Linked DNA regions of Anolis sagrei: region 2 is linked to region 1. A link is a contact called in public Hi-C data. All regions are on one chromosome and are shown on one strand. The core of a region is the stretch at or near the end of the contact, and the rest is flanking DNA. Distances in the headings are between cores, read along the strand shown. Region 1 holds the start of AGBL3 (AGBL carboxypeptidase 3). Region 2 holds the start of C5H12orf60 (chromosome 5 C12orf60 homolog).

What was found. Hi-C and Micro-C count contacts between places; a contact is called where the count stands out from the background.
Region 2: a contact with region 1 is called in a Hi-C map of mixed tissue, with 5 times the contacts expected there. The contact joins the promoter of C5H12orf60 here to the promoter of AGBL3 in region 1. A contact is called at or near these places in 2 of 2 Hi-C or Micro-C datasets (both in mixed tissue).

What each region holds. Positions count from the first base shown.
Region 1 is chr5:158,321,912-158,327,376 of rAnoSag1.mat, forward strand. AGBL3 (AGBL carboxypeptidase 3) reads right to left here and starts at 2,694. Exons shown (of 22, transcript XM_060777216.2): 1 at 2,531-2,694.
Region 2 is chr5:158,495,882-158,501,346 of rAnoSag1.mat, forward strand. C5H12orf60 (chromosome 5 C12orf60 homolog) reads right to left here and starts at 2,069. Exons shown (of 1, transcript XM_060776126.2): 1 at 965-2,069. The coding sequence starts at 1,862. The coding sequence ends at 1,074. SMCO3 (single-pass membrane protein with coiled-coil domains 3) reads left to right here and starts at 4,502. Exons shown (of 2, transcript XM_060776125.2): 1 at 4,502-4,800.

The sequences.
Region 1 (5,465 bases), core at 1,444-3,943:
TTTGTCTACAATAAGCAAGATGGGAGGCACTTTGTTTATCAACAGGCTAAGAACAACACAGCACTTATTACTGTGTCAAAGATTTATTTTCTTCATCAATTTAATTTTTCAGGACATTGTGTTTTTAGTGTAACTATGTTTATTTAAATATTAGCATGTGTCATTTCTATTTTATATTATTTTTGTTTTTTAGTAGTCACAATTCTATTGATGTTTTGTATTGCTTTGATTTGTTTGTCTTTGTTGACTATGGCATTGAATGTTTGCTCTTTTTTGTATGTAAACCACTCAGACCTCTCAGGGAGAGAGGGTGGTTTATAAATAATAATAATAATCATCATCATCATTAATGTAAACAAACTGAACACAGGCACTTGATATTTTGTGGAGTTATCTTCAGTCTCCATAACCATGAGAAAACAGAGCAGAAATTAATTCAAATCCTTAGTACTCTCTGAAGACAATATTGTTGTTGTGTACTTTCAAGTCATTTCTGACTTATGGTGATGCTAAGGCAAAATCAAGGATTTTCCTGGCAAGCTTTGTACAGAGGAGATTTGCCTTTAACTTTCCTCTGAGGCTGAGAGAATGTGACTTACCCAATGTCACCCAGTGGGTATCTATGACTGAGCATGAATTTAAATTCTAGTCTCCAGTGTTCAAACTGCTATTTCATGCTGTGTGTTTAAGACAATAGGAGATATTTTAAAAAGGAGACAAAAATTCAAGTCCAGTTAAAAAGGGAGGAAATAACCATAGTTGTAAAAACACTGGATGGGGATTATAAAATTACAGTGGGCATTTCTAACCAAATATTGAATATAATAAGATAATTAACTCAGTTTAAAGTAGTGGTTCTCAACCTTTTTTTTTTTTTACCAGGGACTACTTGACCAGAGACCACTCTTCAACATTAGTACCAAAAGGGTTACAAATCAATTTTTGGCCAACTTTAGACTTGGTTTGGTTATTTGGGTTGCTGATTCAGAAAACTGCATTGGATAAACCACATCAACTCTAGTTTCTGATACAGAACATATGCCATCCAGTATTCGCCATCTGCTTGCCCACAGAAAACCATAATAAGCCTCAGCACTATTTGAGGGTTTTGCAAGACCAGTCATTCTCGTTGCAACAGTGCAGAAACAATGAGTCCATGGACAATATTTTAGTTCTTATGGACCACTGGTGGTTCATGGACCACAGGTTGGGAACCACTGGTAAAGACACAGACTACCTACTACAACAAAAGTGGTCCTAATGTTTGGGTAAATGGAATACCACACAATGAAGATAGCTGCAGTCCGTGAACATGGGAAGAGCCAAATGTTTCCAATTCCACCAATTTTATAATGTAAACATTTGTAAAAAAAATGTTTAAAAATGAGGCATACCATAAATGAACCAAAGAGTACTATAGAACAGGATTGCATATGATGGCATCATAGCATACAAGCCAGAAACCAAAACAAAGGCTAGTGCAGGCACGGACAAACTTCAGCGCTCCAGGTGTTTAGGACTTCAACTCCCGCAATTCCTAACAGCCTACCAGCTGTTAGGAATTCTGGGAGTTGAGGTTCAATACACCCGGAGGGCTGAAGTTTGTCCATGCCTGGGCTAGTGTATTGATTGCAAGACAGATTTACTGTAACATAAAATTGCTCCCCATTTGATACATCTTTGATCTGCTCCACATGTTCGTGCTACAATCAAAATGCGTGACTTGGAAGTGCTATAAAGGTACTTGGGGTGATTTTGCACTTGCAAAATACTTGGAAGATCACTGCTGCCTATTCATATAAACCAATTCATATTGTTAATGATATAAAGAGTGCAGGAGATGAAAGGTAGAATGGTATTGGAAAATCTATCTGCTTTCATGAAGAATTAAATTCTTTTTTTCATGGCTACGCATCTCTGGGGGCATCTCCATCCAGTCTGACACTACTTAGAATCATAGAGTTGTAAGCCAAGAAGCAGGAAAATTGCATTCAAAGCACCCCCGATAGATGGCCATCCAGCCTCTGTTTAGAAGCCTCCAAAGGAGCCCCCAATATACTCTGGGGCAGAGAGTTCCACTGCTGAACGGCTCTCAGACTGGACGTTTTTCCTAATAGTTAAGGCAGCAGAAAGCAAGCTTGCTCCCTCCTCCCTATGACTTCCTCATATATTTCTACATGGCTATCATGTCTCCTCTCATCCTTCTTTTCTGCAGGCTAAACATGCCTAGCACTTTAAGCCGCTCCTCATAGGGCTTGTTCTCCAGACCCTTGATCATTTTAGTCGCCCTCTTCTGGACACATTCCAGCTTGTCAATATTTCTCTTCAATGGTGGTGCCCAGAACTGGAAACAATATTCCTTGAACGGGTAAAGCTCAATGCTAGGGAATTATGGGAGCTCTTTAACAGAGGAGGCTAACGCCCTTGTAAAACTCCCACCGCTTCACCGCATGGGCCTCTGCTAGTTCAAGCAGTGTCACGTTGCACTAATTCTACAAGGCAAGGCGCGCCTTCCGGCTCCTCCCCTCACCTGGGCCTCGCCTTAATGAGCGGCGCTACTTCCGGCGGAAGAACAGCCCCTAATGCAGCATGGCTGAACCCGAGGGAGTCCCGCCTCCCAAGCCGCCAGGCGGCCAACTCCCAAAGCGGCGCGAGGGCTGGGCGTGGCTTCGGCAGTCCCTTCCGGAATGGGATGGCCGAGGCGCGAGCAGCTGACCCCCCCCCCTCACGCGCGCGCGTTCCATTGGCGGAGGCCGAGAAAGGCCGTTGCCCCGGCAACCGGTTCTGCGTTGGAATGGGGCCCGCCCTCCTCGCGGTTCCAGAACGAGCCTCTCTTGCATTGGGAGAAAGGGAAGAGCAAAGACTATAACAAACCCTGACCTGCCCTTTCATAAACTCCAGCTACTCTGCAGAATGAATGCAATTTGGCACCGTTTCAGCTACCATGGCTCAATGCTAGGGGAGTCCTAGGGAGTTGTAGTTTTACAAAGTATCCAGCCTTCTCTGTTGGATACTTTGTAAAACTACAACTCCCTAGGACTCCCCTAGCATTGAGCCATGGTAGCTGAAACGGTGCCCAACTGCCTCACCAAATTGCAAAGCCCAGGATTCCTTAACATGGGGCCATGGCAGCTGAGGCGATGCCAAACTGCATTAATCCAGTGCTCATTCGTTTTTACCCCATTAGGGTTCGTAGATGTTATTCAGGAACAAGCCCAATGAGGAGCAGTTTAAAGAGCTGGGCATGTTTAGCCTTCAGAAGCGAAGGCTGAGAGGAGACATGATGGCCATGCATAAATATGGGTAATAGTATGATAGCTGGGTCCAGAAGCTCTCAGCGTTTCGGAGATGCCGCATCACTCTGTTGGGAGCGCTGTTTGTGCAAGAGAGACTTAGCTAATGTAAGCCAGCCCGAGACAGATAATATAGAAGTAATGTAAGAGTTCTTTAATGGTGAAACCCTTACCCTAACGCTTAACCTAATCCTGAACCATACTGTAAGCCTAAGTCAAACCCTAAACCTTACCCTAACCCTAAATCTTACCCTAACCGTAACCCAAACCCTAAACCTGACACTAACTCAGCCCCTAAACCTTACCCTAACCCTAAACTGTACCCTAACCATAACCCTTTACCCTAACCTTAACCCAAACCCTAAACTTTGTCCTAACCCTTACCCTGTGTCCCCTCCTTTCTATCCTTCCTTGGCTCTCCCCGCTCTTGCTCTGCCCCCTCTTTTCCCTTATTCACAGCCACCTTTGTGGCATCTCCATAATACTCCGAGCTTCCGGACCCAGCTATCATACCCAGGCATGGGCAAACTTGGGCCCTTCAAGTGCTTTGGACTTCAACTCCCACCATTCCTAACAGCCTCAGGCCCCTTCTTGTTCCCCTTAAGCAGCTGAGGGGGAAAAGGAAGGGGCCTCAGGCTGTTAGGAATGGTGGGAGTTGGAGTCCAAAACCCCTGGAGGGCCCAATTTGTTCCAGGCCTGGTGTACTTATCTCAGCCAAGCCTTGTGCATAAGGGGACTTTGAAATTCCTGATAAGGAATGCTCAACCTTTAGCAAGTTTAAATATTAAAAGCCTGTGAAAAGGAACAAAAATACCCTGACAATATTAGGTAACGATGTCTTTTTTTGTAGGGTGGTGTGTGTGTTTGTAAGGTATCTGAAAATACATGAATGGAGATGCTACTTGTACCAGTACAATATGTATCGTGCTGATAATAGTTTTTGAGACTAAAAGGAGAGATATAACTGAACATACCTGACAGCATTGAGTCTGCTGAGTGATGCCCCCTGTAACAAGATGTCTAAAGTTTTTTTGGGGGGGGGGGGGGGGAATTACTCAGGAAACTATTTCACAAATGTTCAGGATGAGTTAATGTCAGGGTGCTTTATGATTACAAAGCATGTCTACTCGAAACACTGAAGAATTAAGATATAAATACTTCTTATTATTCCTGCAATGCTATAAATATCTGATGCCAGCAAAGAAAAAAAAGAAAAAAAGACCATAATTTTAAAGCTGTCTTCTGACTTTTAACTCCTTTCCCTTTGGAATTATTTCCCAAAAACATATACATAAATAATATATTTATAGCTCACCCTCTCTCCCTGAAGGGATTCAAACCTCCCTATTATTCAAAAGAACACAAAAGGTTTAGTATGTTGCATTGAAAAATAAATATCTGTGAGTTATGAAAGTGAATTACAGATGAGAAATAGACATTTGTTAAATCAAACAAAAATAACACTTTCAAACCAGGAACAGAAAAATTGTCAAACATTTTTGTATAGAGTAATACATAGTATCAGAATACCTCTTTGATCGTTTTCTTTCCAAGACTTTGTTTCATGAAGAACTTCATACTCTGTTCTTGTGCAGAGCTGGCAACAACCATGGAATGATTCAGATTTGGAAATGTAGAAGGAAACACATCCACCTCACTTTCCTGCCATAGATATCTCATTGTGACATATGGTAAGCGCAAAGTAGTAACTTGGGTGCATGATGATACTGAGCCGACTTGAAGCGCCAGGGACATTTTTCTGAGAAAGTTGCTTAGCATTCTGCTTAGAGCACCAAGCTGTTAAAATGCATTTACTCACAATGCAGCATAAAGGTCAGGGATGATCAATAGTAGCATGATCCATTTTACTTTGTATGTGTGTGTGCGCGCACACATATACACACACACTAAGAGGAAGGAAGATTACAAGCCTACTCAAGTTCTTGCAGGGAAAAAAATATGTGTATCTGATGAACCATATTTACATACCCATAATATTTTTTCCTGCAAAAGCCTGCAACAGTTTGTAATCTTTTTCTCTTAGGTCTAGTATTTTTAAACTTCACAGCATCAAAGATTGCTCTCTTACCATTTGTATTCTTACTTGATTTTATGTACTATCCTTCCTGTTCTAATATTTTCAGTACCTCACTCCTATATCCAGGGATGGAT
Region 2 (5,465 bases), core at 819-3,318, 170 kb after region 1:
TAATCACATGGTATACAACTCTCTTTCAGCAGCACATTTCAAATGAAACATTTCATTTCATGTAGCAAGATAGAAATGGTTATTTGAGGAGGAAATATTTTGCCCTTGCTGTAACTAACTATCCTTGTCTGTGTCTATGCTGAAACACACCAAGTGAATCAGACTCGCTTTTTGATACTTCAAACATTTCTGTGATTTTGCTGCCCCCACGTGGAAATTTCATGTAGTGAATAATGTAGCAGGAAAACATATGGGTAGAATTTTAGATTTAGGAAAAGATTATTGTATTTATGCCCCAGGAGTTCATATCTCTTAATTCTTTTTTGTTGTCTTTGACAATTGGACTTCCCAGTATCTGATGCACCAAATGGTGAAGAGCAAAGAAATCAGTCGCTCTTCAATTCTTTAAATCCCAAGAAAGATGCGCTGAACAGCAACATGCACATTATTTATACACAAATTACCTCAAATTCACAGTTGGCTACTTTGTTTCTACAGATGGTATTTTTCTTTCAAAATAGACATTTTCAAATGCTCTCCTGACCAAATAACACTTTGAGGTACATGTTCACGTGTAATAGTGCAGTGCTTTAGGGCTTATGCCAGTGATAGAATCTGAAAAAGCTATGCAGAAATTGAAAAAAACAAAACTTCAACAAAAGGTTTGTTGTACAGCCAAGTTTTTTAGCTGTAGTTTTCTATTATCTGTTTTTTTAGCTGTAGTTATCTATCTGTCAGCTCCAACTCCCCATGTGGGGACATGAGAGAAGCCTCCCACAAGGATGGTAAAACATCCAGGCGTCTCCTGGGCAACGTCCTTGCAGAGGGCCAATTCTCTCACACCAGAAGTGACTTGCAGTTTTTCAAGTCGCTCCTGACACAAAAACTATATATATATATATATATATATATATATATATATGCATATTTCATTAACTAAATCAAGCATACTTAATATTTTACATCAAAATGGCAGATAAAGAAAATATGACATTTTCTCTTTTTTATTTGCACAATTTCCCTGCTGCATAAAGAGAAGCGGGTTTCTAAGACTCGAGCAATCACCTTCTGCTTCACTGCAGCTTGTCAATTATCAATGTGACATATTCTTCTACCATCTTAACAGTCTTTTGAAAACTTTCACAAACAGGCCTCAGTGTTTTAACAGTTTCTTCCAGGCAATCCGTAGTTATTTCAACGGTATTTTTTGAAGAAGACTGTCCTCGAACAGCTAGGATCCGCATGAAACTGGTAAGTGAGAAAGTTGCAGTTCCTATAGACATGCTGCGAGCCCTTGAGTCTGTTGGCAGCATTACACTGGATGCACTTGTGGTGACGTCCGGAAGTACTTTAGTAATTTCTTCATAAGTCATCAGAAGGTCACTCACTCGAAGAGACAGCACAGGAGTGCTTGATGAGTCCCGAATAGCAGCCTCTAGTTTCTCTATGAGATTGCCATGTTTCAATAAGATTATTGAAACAGGACCACAGATGTTGTCATAAACCCCTTTATACTGAACAGCCATGTCCCTTAGAAGTTTAATTTTGTCATCCGTAGAAGAGGAGCTAGCTTTAGTAATCTTGGAATACAAAGGATGGCTGATTTTCTCCTTGATCTCTTTATCTTTTGACTCCACGAGTTCTTGCATCTCTCTCAGAGAACTCATCAGGAGCTGAAGATTCTCCTTGATACTAAGGTTTTCCCTCACTATAATAATCGGGAATTCTGTTTTGAGGAACTGGTTGAACATTCGGAATAGAGTGTTAGTGCAAGAGACAAACATGTAGACACAGTCATATAGACCACGACTAGCATTGACCAGTCTTGCCTTTTCCTTGTCTGCACCAAAAAAGGACATCATTTTCAAAAAAATGGGATGTGTCCCACAAAAATACAAACTGGAGAATACTCAGTGGAAGAACATCAATCAAATGGTTGTCTCAGCCATATATCTTCGGAAATCCCATCAGCAGCACTTATTAGAAAACCAGAGTGAAGTAAGCCTATTATATGATGAATAAAACAATAAATATTTAGTTCTACAGTTTCCTGTTTTATAAATATTGGAAATATTCATAATTAAAAAGTTAACTGCATAAATGAGTTACAGTGTAACATTTACTGAAAGCACAAAGTTGTGAAAAGCCTATTCTGCACTCATATGCCACTGCCTACATTATTGACCTGATTTTGAGTACCCAATGGCAGGCTTCCTACTAGCAGCCACAAAAAACTATTTCTCTTTGCCACTTGAATCAGTTGAGGTTGCACAAATGCCAGATTTATGTCTGGACACTGTATGAGGTCCAAAGGTGAGGAGATGTCTTGCCCTCCCCTAGGAGACCCCAGTATGAAGTGCTAGGGACCAGGTGCCCACTATTCATTTTCCTAAACCAAAACTACCAATTCAGCAACAATACTTAAAGCTTTGAAAACTTCCAGATTTGACTACTATAATGCATACATGTGAATGTCCTTGTAGATAAAATAAGAATAATTTCATTTCTTACAGTGGCTCAAGGCAGGTTACAACATAGCTAAAAAATATAATCATCTAAAACATTCTATGAAATACACACATTAAAACATATTTCTACAAAATGTATATTAAAATGCACAGAAAAAATATTAAACACAAGACACACATTTAAAATATGTGATTGAAATTGGCTGGGTAGGCCTGCCGGAAGAGATAAGTCTTCAATTATGTTTTGGATGATATGGAAAAAGCAGTAGAATTGCTGACTGTAGAAACTAAATAATATAATACAAAATATAATATAATATAATATAATATAATATAATATAATATAGAAACCATATAACCAGTTTTAAAGGAATTGCCCTGGCTATCAATGTGTGTGTGTATGTGTATGTGTCTTCAAAGCTATCTGTGTAAGATTACTCCAAGGCAAGGAATACTCAGAGGTGGTTTTGCCAGCTCTTAGGTCCTTGACTACCAAGACACTTATCCAAATTCAAGGTGCTGGTGATGACATTCAAAGCCTTAATTGGCTTGGGACCCTGATACTTGGAGGAGCATCTCTACTACGTATACCTGTCCAAAGACTAAGATCTACTGAAGAGATCCTCCTATCTCACACTTGTAGAAAGAATATATGGTGAGTTGATACCCTGGGGTTGTCCACTTCAACAGAATAATCCATCTGTGAGAGCATTCTGCCCTGGAACTGCCCCAGATGCATCCCATTAGTGCAACATTTAATTATAGTATGCTACACATAAATTGTATTGAAAGTCATACATTTCCCCTGCCCAAATTTAGATCAGCACAGCCTTAAAACAGGCCCACCTTCTCAAAGCCCAGTTATGCCTTTGGGGGCTTTAGTAAGGTTCTATTGAAAATGGGAATTGTGGATGATGGTGGACAACAGAGTACAGGGAAAAAATGCAGTCCACACTTTGCTCACCTCTCCCATAAAGAGTGTTTCCTTGCTCAACAATGAAGATACCATTTGAAATGCATTATGAGTTGGAACGCCATGCTTAAAGCACATTTTTGTTCCACGCAGTGACAAAATGTGCACAACATTTTTACAGGTGGTTTATTAGCCATGAGAACTTTTGCTTAATTGGCAGCATATTTGTTTTGGTATATTCAGAAAGAGGCATGAACATTACGTCAGCAATTGAAAAGAAAATCTGCATATATTTGGAGCCGAGTTCTATGAGCTTCTGTCCACTAAAAGAGAGCTTAGTAAAAAGCACAATGACCATGGCCTTGTGATCTGTAATGCTAAGCTAAGCAAGTCCAAGCAAGCATCAGTACAAGAGGACATCGACATGATGCCTAATTCGCGCTATCAACAGACTGACAACCAAAAAAGGGATGTTTGGAGGAGCACCGAAATGAATTGTGTCAAGCTGTAATGTGAGATTGTTTTTATTACTAAATTGTTTTGTGACAAGGAATAGTGTGGTTGGAGATAACAAGGAAGTGATAATTTAGATTTGGATATTTACTGATTGATGGAATACGATTCGTGGCTGAATCACGTGGTATGGAACCCTCCATTTTAGCAAGAATTGTGAGTTTCCTATTTGGCTTTCTTGTCTGATTCCACTGCCAAGGATTTCAGCTTCACCACCTCTCTGGAAGCATAAATGTATAACTTTCGAATTTCTGCAGAACTCATTGGTCCCTAAATACAGTTGACGCGTACTGAGAAATGGTAGGAAAGAGGCTTTGTTTTTCTCCAGCAGTTAGCCAATACCTGGTGTTGCTCTGGTGTTTAGACAAGTATTAAAGCAGCCATTATCATCTTTGCTCTTGACTGGAGTATAGATTACATTCTATCCCTGTTACTGCCAGAGCTGTGTGCAATTCAGAAAGTAAGAGTCAATGCTTGGAAAACTTCCTTGTTTGACTGTAACTTTGGAATTCTTTGGCCAACATGACTAGTGTCTGCATTACCAGGTGGATCCTGGAAATTTTAGTCAAAAAAGGAACATTTCCAAACTGTGGGCAAAGAATACATCACTCAGGATATGAGAGTATCTTTTCGTTAGATTGATTTGTCAAACCAATTTGATTAATTAACTTTCTCTCTCTTTTATAAAGAAGCCACTAGTCTATGATACAACAGATCTGTGTGGCCAAGTGACATCCGATTGTGGTTTCAAAATGGTATTACATTCATGCTTTTTAAAACTTACTTTCCAGATTCTTCTGCCCAATAAACTATTTTGAACCTCATGGGAAACGTCTTTGACATTCTCTCCATCATCTGGACAATTTGCCCAGTTGATTGAGTATGACATAACCAGGACGAAGAAAGGTATCTCTTTCAGTATTTACATCTATTAATAATGTGGGGAATACATTTTTTCTTCTAATGCTGATGGGAACTGTGATCATGGTCTATTTTTTTTTAAAGAAAAGATATTTAAAAATCAAAAACCATAACATGGGTATATAAATTAGCAACCTTTTTTTCTAGTATTGGTCAGATTGCATCAAAACTTTCTAAACATGCTACTGTACTCAGTTGATTCTGTGTGGTCACTTGATTAGATGGGGAGACTGAGGCACAACGAATCTGGAGTTCCTCACTTAGCTAGAAAGCTAAACTGCCTGCTTCTTGGTGTCTCCTCTGAAAGTATAGAAGGCACTTATGTTCCTCAGGACATTAATGCAGGAGAATCAAATCCCCTTCCTTATTTCTTGATTGGACCTTATCACATTGGGATATACTTCATTTCTGAGGCTCTTTGAATAAGATTCCAAACAGGTCCTATCACATTATGTTTACCTGTCTGAACATATCTCCCTTTATGAGCCAACAAGAGCTTTAAGATCGGCTGGGGAGGCCCTGCTCTTGGTCCCACCCCTTTTGCAAGTGTGACAGGGCCTTCTCAGTGGTGGCCCCTCAGGTGTGGAACTCCCTCCCTAGTCACATCAGGCAGGCCTCATCCTTCCTGGTCTTTAGAAAAAAGCTTAAAA